Regions from separate parts of the Macaca mulatta genome. Here region 1 is linked to region 2. A link is a contact called in public Hi-C data. All regions are on one chromosome and are shown on one strand. Each heading gives the region's core, a stretch centred on a gene start, on an enhancer-like site or on the middle of the called end of the contact. The rest is flanking DNA. Distances are from core to core; before and after follow the strand shown. Region 1 overlaps MB21D2 (Mab-21 domain containing 2). Region 2 overlaps MB21D2 (Mab-21 domain containing 2).

What was found. A called contact is a pair of places that touch in the nucleus more often than the background predicts.
Region 1: a contact with region 2 is called in a Hi-C map of fibroblasts, with 2.1 times the contacts expected there. The contact joins two enhancer-like sites. A contact is called at or near these places in 4 of 14 Hi-C or Micro-C datasets (fetal cortex germinal zone, fetal cortical plate, fibroblasts and 1 more).

What each region holds. Positions count from the first base shown.
Region 1 is chr2:5,923,169-5,928,264 of T2T-MMU8v2.0, reverse strand. The region is part of intron 1 of MB21D2 (Mab-21 domain containing 2); the gene reads right to left. Among named protein-coding and RNA genes, the nearest start is that of MB21D2, 83 kb to the right of the region's middle. Within about 2 kb of position 2,259, at least 4 of the 40 cell types and tissues checked have an H3K27ac peak or open chromatin away from gene starts, as enhancers often do.
Region 2 is chr2:5,855,708-5,860,773 of T2T-MMU8v2.0, reverse strand. All of the region lies in intron 1 of MB21D2 (Mab-21 domain containing 2), which reads right to left. Among named protein-coding and RNA genes, the nearest start is that of MB21D2, 16 kb to the right of the region's middle. Within about 2 kb of position 2,288, at least 2 of the 40 cell types and tissues checked have an H3K27ac peak or open chromatin away from gene starts, as enhancers often do.

The DNA of each region.
Region 1 (5,096 bases), core at 1,010-3,509, 68 kb before region 2:
TTACTCAGCAGCAGAAAACTAGTACAGGAACAGAAAGATGGATCTGAGGCTGAGTTTTCTCAACTAGTAGCAATTTTCCATAGTCACATCACCTTCTTAGTATCTCAGATGACTCATCTGTGAGAGGAGCCATGGCAGTTCGTCAAATCTTCAACACTTTTGAATGTAAGATGCACCGTTACTTTACAAATCACTAGAATAGCGAAAAATATTCATATTTAGACAATCAATTCTAAGATGCATACTATTATTAGGGATGTACAATTGTGAGAAAGGGGAGCATCTTAAAAAAAAATCAATGAAATACAATTATTTTACTTGTTCTGCCCACCACACGGAGATGGTGTAAGGATCAATGGAATAACAGATGCAAGACACCTGGAAGGAACTTGCTGGGCAGCATCCTGAAGCGCCACAGCTTGAGAAGGGGAAATGCCATTACAGTTATCCAAAGTAGCTAATTAAACTGGCTCTGCTGGGCTTTGCCAACTCACTTTTAATGCTATTGCCTCAGGCTCCTATCACAATTTATACTCAAAATGACTGCTACAAAGCCCAGCTGAGAGGAAAAAAATAGTCAAGGAAAACCATCTACAGCAGTGTTCCTTAAACCTGTTTGAGCATAAGAAATCACTTGGTGCCTTTGTTAAATATACACCCAGGCCCCTTGCCTAGAGACTTTGATTCAGTAAATCTGCAGCTGGCATTGGAATCTGTATTTTAACAAGGGCCCCAGGCAGTTCTTACGAACATACAAGTTTTAAAACACTGATCTAAACAAGATAATATTGACACACTTACTGATATTTTTTCTTGGATCAAATTGTAATAGAAAATCACAAACTTAGATTGCCTTAGTTACATCCCCTCCCCATATAAAAATGTTTTCAACTAAGTGAAAGATTTTACTGAAGGCCAATGCAAAAAACTTGTCTTACCAAGTAAAGTTTATCATCAGCTGGAAAACTTAAGTGATGGCAAATTATACTATTCAATGTTTATAATATTCACAAATCTGCATAATAAAGATATGAAAGAGTATGTCTGGTCAGGTGCGGTGGGTCACGCCTGTAATCCCAGCACTTTGGGAGGCCGAGGCAGGCAGATCACGAGGTCAAGAGATTGAGACCGGCCTGGGCAACATGGTGAAACCCTGTCTCTACTAAAAATAGAAAATTAGCTGGACGTGGTGGCATGCGCCTGTAGTCTCAGCTACTCGGGAGGCTGAGGCAGGAGAATCACTTGGACCCAGGAGGCGGAGGTTGCAGTGAGCCGAGAGATCGAGCCACTGCACTCCAGCCTGGGCAAAAGAATGAAACTCCATCTGGAAAAGCAAAAGAAAAAAAAAAGAGTACCTCTACTGACAGACCTGTCTCTTTTAAATCAATCAATAAAAGTTGCTAGGCAACCATTTTTTCCTTTTTTGCATAGACTGCCAGGAATCTTTTATCTAAAATGTATGCGCTCAAACAATAGCTATCTACCTATGTCAAATAAAACATGTCCTGCTACATAAACCTTCCTGTGAGACTTTAGCTTTGCCCTGTATTTTAATGGACACATTACAGTCAAATCTTTTTTCTTTAGACCTTTTTTTTTTTTTTAGAAGAAAGCAGAAAACAAATTTTAAAATCAATAATGTTAGGTAATTTTTGTTGTTGTTTCTAATCACATTCAGACTAAACAACTGTACCACAATTTCTAGCAATTCTTCTTCCAGTTGCTTGGGTTGTCTCCCCTCATGGCAATCCCTTGGCCTGCTTTTAAAACACAAAACAAATGCTAACCCTATCTTGGCAAGGAAAGTCAATGACTCATTCAAGCCAAAGAGTTAAGAGACTAAACAAAAAATAATTTTAGAGCAGCTCCTCAAAAGGCTCTTCTTTTTTTCCTCCGACGTACAACATAATTTTCTGACAATCTGACGCAACTATGGCAGCACCTTCAAGCCATTAAAAATCATTTTTCTGCAAAAACAAAACAAAAACAAAAAACTTCCACTTCGTTTTTAAACATCTCACTTGTGTGCCTTCAGTTTCGCAACAGAAATTCATCCTTGACCTAAACTTCTAAATATTTCACAAACAATAATTAAGTCACTAGAACCCTGCTGTGAAAAGGGCATTTTCTGACAGATGGGCAAGGAAAGTCAGAGCACAAAAATAGATTTGATGCTTTTCCAGCCTTACAGAGCAAGGAGGCATGAGGCAAGGGTTTCCATATCAACCCGCAGATCAACCCTAGAGCTCTGGGGGCACGTAGTGTCTCAAAAGCACACGACTAAGTTGTCAATACTTTAGATCATGTGGTAGTGTTACTCACTGTTGTTCCAATGGAGTTTCTCAATCTCTATGATTCTTCTCATACCAGCCTGGCTGCCCAGGCTAACTTCACCTTCTTCTTCTAGGGAAAGATCTTTTCCTCTGTTGAGTCCTGCAGACTTCCCTCTCTTTCCATCAAGGCTAATCCCATCCTTATCTGTATTCCCATGACACTCACAACATGGCATCACAAATGGTTGTCTCATATGTCTGTCTCTGCTACTGAACCAAGCAGCTTGAGGTCAATGATCTCAGTTCATTCATCTTTGAATTGCAGGATCAATCACACTGCAGGCACATGGTACATGGCAGGTACTTGGCCAATTGGTGTGAATGAATGAATCGAGTTCAGCGACACTGAGGTCCCTCAGATTCTCTGACTCAAATCCAGTTATGAGGCCGGGCATGGTGGCTCAGCCTGTAGTCCCAGCTACTCGGGAGGCTGATGCAGGAGAATCGCTTGAACCCAAGAGGTGGAAGTTGCAGTGAGCCAAGATTGTGCCATTGCACTCCAGCCCAGACAACAAAGCGAGACTCCATCTCAAAAAACAAAAAACAAACAAACAAACAAATCCAGTTATGATGCAAATAAGGACATGAAGACGGAGGAAGTAATTTTCCCCAGTTACATCAAAAAAAAAAAAAAAGAAGACAAAAATCCAGATTTTCTCATCCCCATTCCACTGCTTTTCCATTATGCCTCCTCTTTGCACATGCTGTTTCTCCTGTGGGGCCACTACTTTTTGTGTCTTCTGTCACTACTTTTCTGACCTTCCCAAGGTTTCTCCCAAGTCCTTCACATCTCAGCCGAGGAACAAAAACAAGGAAGCCAAACACAACAAGGAAATGCCAGCTGTTCTACTGTGAGAGCAAGACAAACTCAGAACAATAATACAATGCTGGTGAAATTTCTTTCTGGGATACACTGAAATGTTCCTTGGATTGTGCAGACAATTTCTTTCTATCAGAGGTACAGATGTTTGAGAGGACTGTTCATTTTTTTTTTTTTTTTTTTTTTTTTGAGACAGAGTCTTGCTCTGACGCCAGGCTGGAGTGCAGTGGCGCAATCTCAGCTCACTGCAACCTCCACCTCCCAGGTTCAAGCGATTCTCCTGCCTCAGCCTCCTGAGTAGCTGGGACTACAGGCGCACGCCACCATGCCCAGCTAATTTTTGTATTTTTAGTAGAGACAGGGTTTCACCATGTTGGTCAGGCTGGTCTCAATCTCTTGACCTCATGATCAGCTTGCACTGGCCTCCCAAAGTGCTGGGATGACAGGTGTGAGCCACTGTGCCCGGCCAATTAGTCACATTTTATTCGCCCATGGATCTTTAGAAAGTGTCTTTAAAAAAAAAAAAAAAAAATCTTAAAAACATACAACCACATTTGCAAATTTTATTCCACTTAATTCAGAAAAATGCTAAGCTCTGATTCCCAAGTCACTTATAGATTCCAGAAAAAAATGATAACAATTTGATCTAATTTCTTAAAACATTTTAACTGTCTGTTGGTCTAAAACTATTTATTAAGACATTAAGAATCATTTTCAGTCTTAACTCTGGAATTAAACTAAAAAAATCAGATGAATCACTTCTACTATTGTCTCTGTTCTACCTCTGGTTAAATATAACAAAACTCTGCCAACTTACAGATTTACTAGCCTTGATCCTAGAACTCATGGAGAAAAACCTGACCTCCTTTGGAAGATCAAGAAGAAGAAAGGATTGGAGGAAAAAAAAAAAAAGCCTTCCCTCAGACAAAAAGCTTTTGATTACAGGATGCCACTATTTTCAGAATGTTCTTAGCACATTCCCAGTAAAGCACCATTATATCCTCCCTCTCCGGAGTTGAAAAAAAAGTCCCACCACTCCTAAGCTGGGTGTCTCTGAGGTGTTGGAGTGAGGCAATAGTGAGGTCAGAGAATATGGTTATATGCTCTGGTTTGTTTCTGAGTGGATGGAACTGGGTTATATATCAAGAGATCTAATTATAGACATAGCTCTATCCCTACCTGGACCTCAGCTTCCTTTAATATTAAATAGAGGGCATTCCTTGAAGGTAGCATTCGGTGACTCCCTAACACAGAGATAATCTCAGAGCGTGTTTCTGAAAAAGCAGAAAATGGATCAAATGTCTTTAGGGAGTTCACTCTATTTTACTTCTGCTACAGAAACCCAAGAGTGCCTGGCACCCACCCCAAGCCATTGCTTCACACAGAACTCTGACACACAAAAGCAACCTGGGCACTTGTTATGGGCTAAGTTGTAGACTCACAAATCCTTATGTGGAAGCCCTAACCCCCACTAACCTCAGAATGTTACTGTATTTGGAAATACAGCCTTTAAAGAAGTGATTAAATTAAAATGAGGCTGTTAGAGTGCGTCCTAATTCAATCTGACTGGTAGCCTTATAAGAAGAGATATCTGGATGCACAAGGGTGCACATACACAGAAGGCGGCCATGTGAGGACACAGCAAGCAGGCGGCCGTCTGCAAGCCAAGAAGAGGGGCCTCAGGAGAAACCACACCTACTGACACGTTGAACTTAGACTTCCAGCCTCCAGAACTGTGAGAAAACAAATTTCTGCTGTTTAAACTACGCTGTCTGTGGCATTTTGTTATGGCAGACTTAGCAAGCTAATACAATACTGAACAGATTTAACTGTTTAGATGGTTCAATCATCCTGCCTAGGTTTCTCCTTTCTCTAAAGAAAAGACTTTCATCTTAATGCTCGTAACTAATTTTCCCAAGGTCACACAGTCACTTAAGTGTCAG
Region 2 (5,066 bases), core at 1,039-3,538:
TTTTTTAAATAAAGGACCAATACTAATAGCTGATTCCTGACTGAGAGACCACACGGGCATGGAGTTATTGGTGCTATAGTATTATCTCTCATGCAAATATACTACTACATTTTAAGTACATGTAGATGCTATTAAGATAAAATTTAAACTAATTTATATAATTAAATTCACAGTAGCATTTTATAACTATTTATTTTTTCAAAAAAAAAAAAAAAACTGATAGCAAAAATACAACTAAAAATACATGAACCTCATGTATTTTTTTCCGGAGATGGGGTCTCACTATATTGCCCAGGTTGGTCTTACACTCCTAAACTTAAGCATCCTCCTGCCTCAGCCTCCCAAGCAGCTGGGACTACAGGTGTGCATCACTATCTCATAATTTTCTTAATTGAGAAAAAAGAAATTCTCATATCTAGAAAAGGCTGGGAATAACTGGACTAGACAATTTCAAAAGATGTCAGTCTTATCATTTCATGATTATATGCTACAAAGAAGTGGGAGACCAGGAAGGAAAGATAAGTTCCCAAAATACATCAAAGTATATACTTAAAGCTCAGAACACTCATAGCCATCTTACTGCCTCATGATGAATGATGTACCACCCAATTGCCCACGTTCAAGAACGAAGGTAAAATAGCCAACAATACCAGCAACATTTGTTGATCTCCTTTTCAGGCAATTTAAAAAAAAAGACAGAAACAGATACACAAAAGGCCATCACTGAGTTTCTATGGCAGTGTAAAATACCAGACATTAAGCACAAATAATTGCAAATTCATAACTGACTGGTACAACTAAGAAACCTGTGATGCTAGAAGGCCAGGGAAAAATTTGACCTGTTCTAGGCTAGCCTGAAAGGCCTCCCCAAGAAGTGGAGATTTGATGGAGCTGAGATCTCATGGATCAGTAAGAGTTAAGTGGGATGAGAGAGATGGGGCATTCCATCAAAGGCCTCTGTAGGCAGGAGGATGTGGTATTTTCAAAGAACTGAAAGGTCAACGTGGTTGAAATGAGAGTAAGAGCTTCTGAGATTTCAGTGTGTGGCCGAAGACGCAACAGGAGAAAGAGCATTGAGGACCTCTCAACATGTTCAGAATGTTTGTGTCTTTACCTTAACATACAATACAAGGCCAGTACCTCACACGGTGCCTATCTCATAGCAGGCATACAAGAAATATGCAGTAAAACTGAAGTGGTTACAGGAGAGGAAGCTAGAGATGTGGGCTGGAGCTGGGTTTCCAAGAGCCTTGTAGAACAGGCTAAGGAGTTTGAACAGCCGGGCGCTGTGGCTCACGCCTATAATCCCAGCTTTCGAAAGCTGAGGTGGGTGGATCACTTGAGCTCAGGAGTTCAAGACAAGCCTAGCCAACATAGTGAAACCCCGTCTCTACTAAAAATACAAAAATTAGCCAGGCATGGTGGCGCCCGCCTGTAGTCCCAGCTACTCGGGAGCCTGAGGCAGGAGAATCGCGTGAACCCAGGAGGCAGAGGTTGTGATGAGCTGAGATTGCACCACTGCACTCCAGCCTGAGCGACAGAGTGAGACTCAGTTTCAAAAAAAAAAAAAAAAAAGACTTGCTGCACAAAGGTTTCCAAGGTCTCTGTTGAAGAAATTGATGAAGGATGGATGTATGAATGCAGGAAGGAAACAGTACTGAAAAAGAACTACAGATGGAGAAGGCAGCAATAATACCCAGGTGAAGAGCCCGAGATGGCAGAGGATGAAGCCAGGGTTGGTTGGTCTTGGATGACAGAGACATTAGGTGGATCATTTCCCATCAATCCTCTTCCCCAAGAAACGGAGATTTTTAAATTGTTTCCTATGAGGTTCTACAATGTCCAGATGGTTCACTATTCCATGGAGAAATGAATGTTTCCATTCCTATTAAGACTTTATTGCCGGGCGCGGTGGCTCACGCCTGTAATCCCAGCACTTTGGGAGGCCGAGGCGGGCGGATCACAAGGTCAGGAGATCGAGACCACAGTGAAACCCCGTTTCTACCAAAAATACAAAAAATTAGCCGGGCGCGGTGGCGGGCGCCTGTGGTCCCAGCTACTCAGGAGGCTGAGGCAGGAGAATGGCGTGAACCCGGGAGGCGGAGCTTGCAGTGAGCCGAGATTGCGCCACTGCACTCCAGCCTGGGCGACAGAACGAGACTCTGTCTCAAAAAAAAAAAAAAAAAAAAAAAAAGACTTTATTGCCAGAAAACCATGAGTAAGTATGTCGGGAATGAGGCTTCTCTGAGAATTTCAATTCCAATCCTCTGCATCACGAGCACCAGCATCTCAAGAAGTCATTTCACCCCAACAACCAATTGTGTACCATCCTATGAATATGCTTCAATGCTTTAAGACAAGTCAATGTACAAACATATGCCCTCGGAAAGCAGGAAAGCTGGAAGGGTTATTCATATTAACAAATAATTAGTCACTTTTTAGTCACTGTAAGAGTCACTTACAGCACTAAAGAGGCCAATCGCTTAGTTCACATAAAACCCAACTCAATTTATAAATTGTGGCCTCAAGGTCAACTTCCTAAAAATACATTTGGCATCTGCCTTTCCCTGAAAAATAGATCTGCTCCCCCATTATCCCCACAATGATAGACTACATTAACTATGTCCTAATTAAATGTTCTACATCTGAAATTAAACCCACTGGGGGAGTGTGGGGAAAAGCCTGCATCTTCATAAGGCTGCCCTAATTTAGTTAGTGTCAAGGGCCCCATTGACCTTTATACCTCTTTAAATCAATCAGTTAGCTGGGACACACCTTCTTACTTTCAAAAGGAGGAGGCTGTAGCTAGGATAAGATTTCATACCAAGGACTTTTCAACAAACAAAATCACAAGCATCAAAAAATGTTTGTCCTGGGAGCTGCCAAGGAAGACTAACCGATAGAGTGAAAAAGGCTCTGGACCAGGAACCAGAACCACATCAGCAACTGGTTTCCAGGACAGCAAAACCGTCATCTCTTCCACCTGCCCACTACCCCTCCCTTCTGTTCCGCTCAGCGTGTGGCACCACCCCACCTTTGTACACCAGCAACCACACAGAGCCCGGCACAGTCGGTTTTGTGAAGGTGCAAAGAGGGCAGGAGCCAGACTGCCGATGTTTGAATCCAGCCTCTATCACTAGCTTGAGCAAAGGGACTTCCCGGCTTTAGTTTCTTACCTATAATGTGTGGACGGGTAATAGCACTCTCCTTACAGGACTGTTGTAAGGATTCAATGGATTAATGATTCTAAGTACTTGGAACATCGCCTAGCAAACAGGAGGGAAGAGTTTCTCAATTTCATCATTCTCATCACTACCATCACTGTTTGACCTTGAGCAAGTCACTGTTCACTAGGGGTTAAGTTTCTCCATCAGTAAAACGATGGGGTGGATGAGCTGATCTCAGAAAGATTCCCACTAGCTTAACTCCTCTCTAATTCTCTGAATCCTATTACAACACCCTAAATCCTCCTAAGCCCTAAGCCCAGCCGCAGGGAGTGAAGGTTATGCTGGTTCTTTCAGGTCTCAAGGAGGTGGTTCAGCCCATGCAGCTGCAACTCCTCCCAGCCACAGGCTGGTCCCATAGTCCAGAGTCCAGCCCGCCAGCCTTGCTTATTATAGATATTAATTGTTCAGAGATCAAAATAGTCATCATGCTATTCAAAGCTGTGGAAACAGCACAGGCATAAGAAAAGGTCACAGTTTAGAGGAAAGAAACCAGAGAGAAAGACACGAGGAACAAATCAAAAGACCAAAGCAAACACGAGAAACCAAAAATACACCTTGCCTATGAGGCTATTTATGTAGCATCCTTCCTCTAATAGCAATTAAGAGAACTTCAGACTACAAGGTGGCTTTGTAACAGGGGAAGTTTTCCCTGCCTTGAAGCACAGCCCTCTCGAGGTGACTTCCCTTGTCTTCAAAGTCAGTAGAATCTTCCCTGGGGCACAAATGCTACGAAGCCAACTGTCTCGGGTACAAGTATCTTTCTTAGAAAGCATTACTTACTCAACATTCACTTAACCTCCATTCTGCCCAAAAGTAAAGGCAGTGTTCAGGATGATCGTGTCCCCTCTTCTTTTTGGCCCTCAGTTTCCATGTCTATCAAAGGAGGAGGGAGGAAGTCAAGCCACCTCATTTTCAAGTTTCCTGGCAGCATTAAAATTATAAGAATCTGTCCATGATTGGTACTTTGCATGGTAAGAGGTTTTGTTTTGCTTTTTTACATGAAGTTTTGAAAAAAAAACTTTGTCAATTTCTGCCTGAAGCTAGACTTCTTGGGTTAAATCCTCACTCTACTAGTAGCTCTGTGACTTTGGGCAAATTACTTAACCTCTCTGTGTTTCAGATTTCCCATCAGTAAAATAAGGATAATAGTACTGATAGAGTTTGGATATTTGCTCTCCTAACAACTGGTATCTCCTGTTGAAATGTAATCCCCAGCGTTAGAGGCGGGGCCTGGTGGGAAGTGTTTGGATCATCGGGGCAGATCTCCCATGAATGGCTTGGGCCACACTCTTGGTGATAAGCGAGCTCTCACTCTGAGCTGTTGAGAGATCTGGTCATTTATAAGTATGGGGGCACCTTTCCCCCCACTTTTGCTTGCTCCTGCATTCGCCATGTGAAGTGCCTGCTGCCACTTTCCTTCCACCACGATTGGGAACTCTCTGAGCCTTTGCCAGAAGCTGAGCAGATGCCAGCACCATGCTTCCTGTACCACCTGCAGAACTGTGAGCCAATTAAACCTCGTTTTAAATTACCAGTGTTGGGTATTTCTTCATAGCAATGCAAGAACAGCCTAACACAAGTACCTTCCTCACAGTGTTGGTGTTAGGACAGATTTAGCTAAAACACATAAAGTACTTAGAACCACACCTGGAACATAGTTAGCAATATTTTAGTGTGGTTATTATTATTTTCAAACATTTTCCCATTCAAAGAGAAAATGTACTCAGAAGACAGTATGCAAGGACAAACACACACACAGCAGGAAAACTGGCTTCTAGTCACGGTTCTGCCCCAAACTAGCTGTATGCTGTGGATGAACTCCCACCCTTCTCTGGGTCT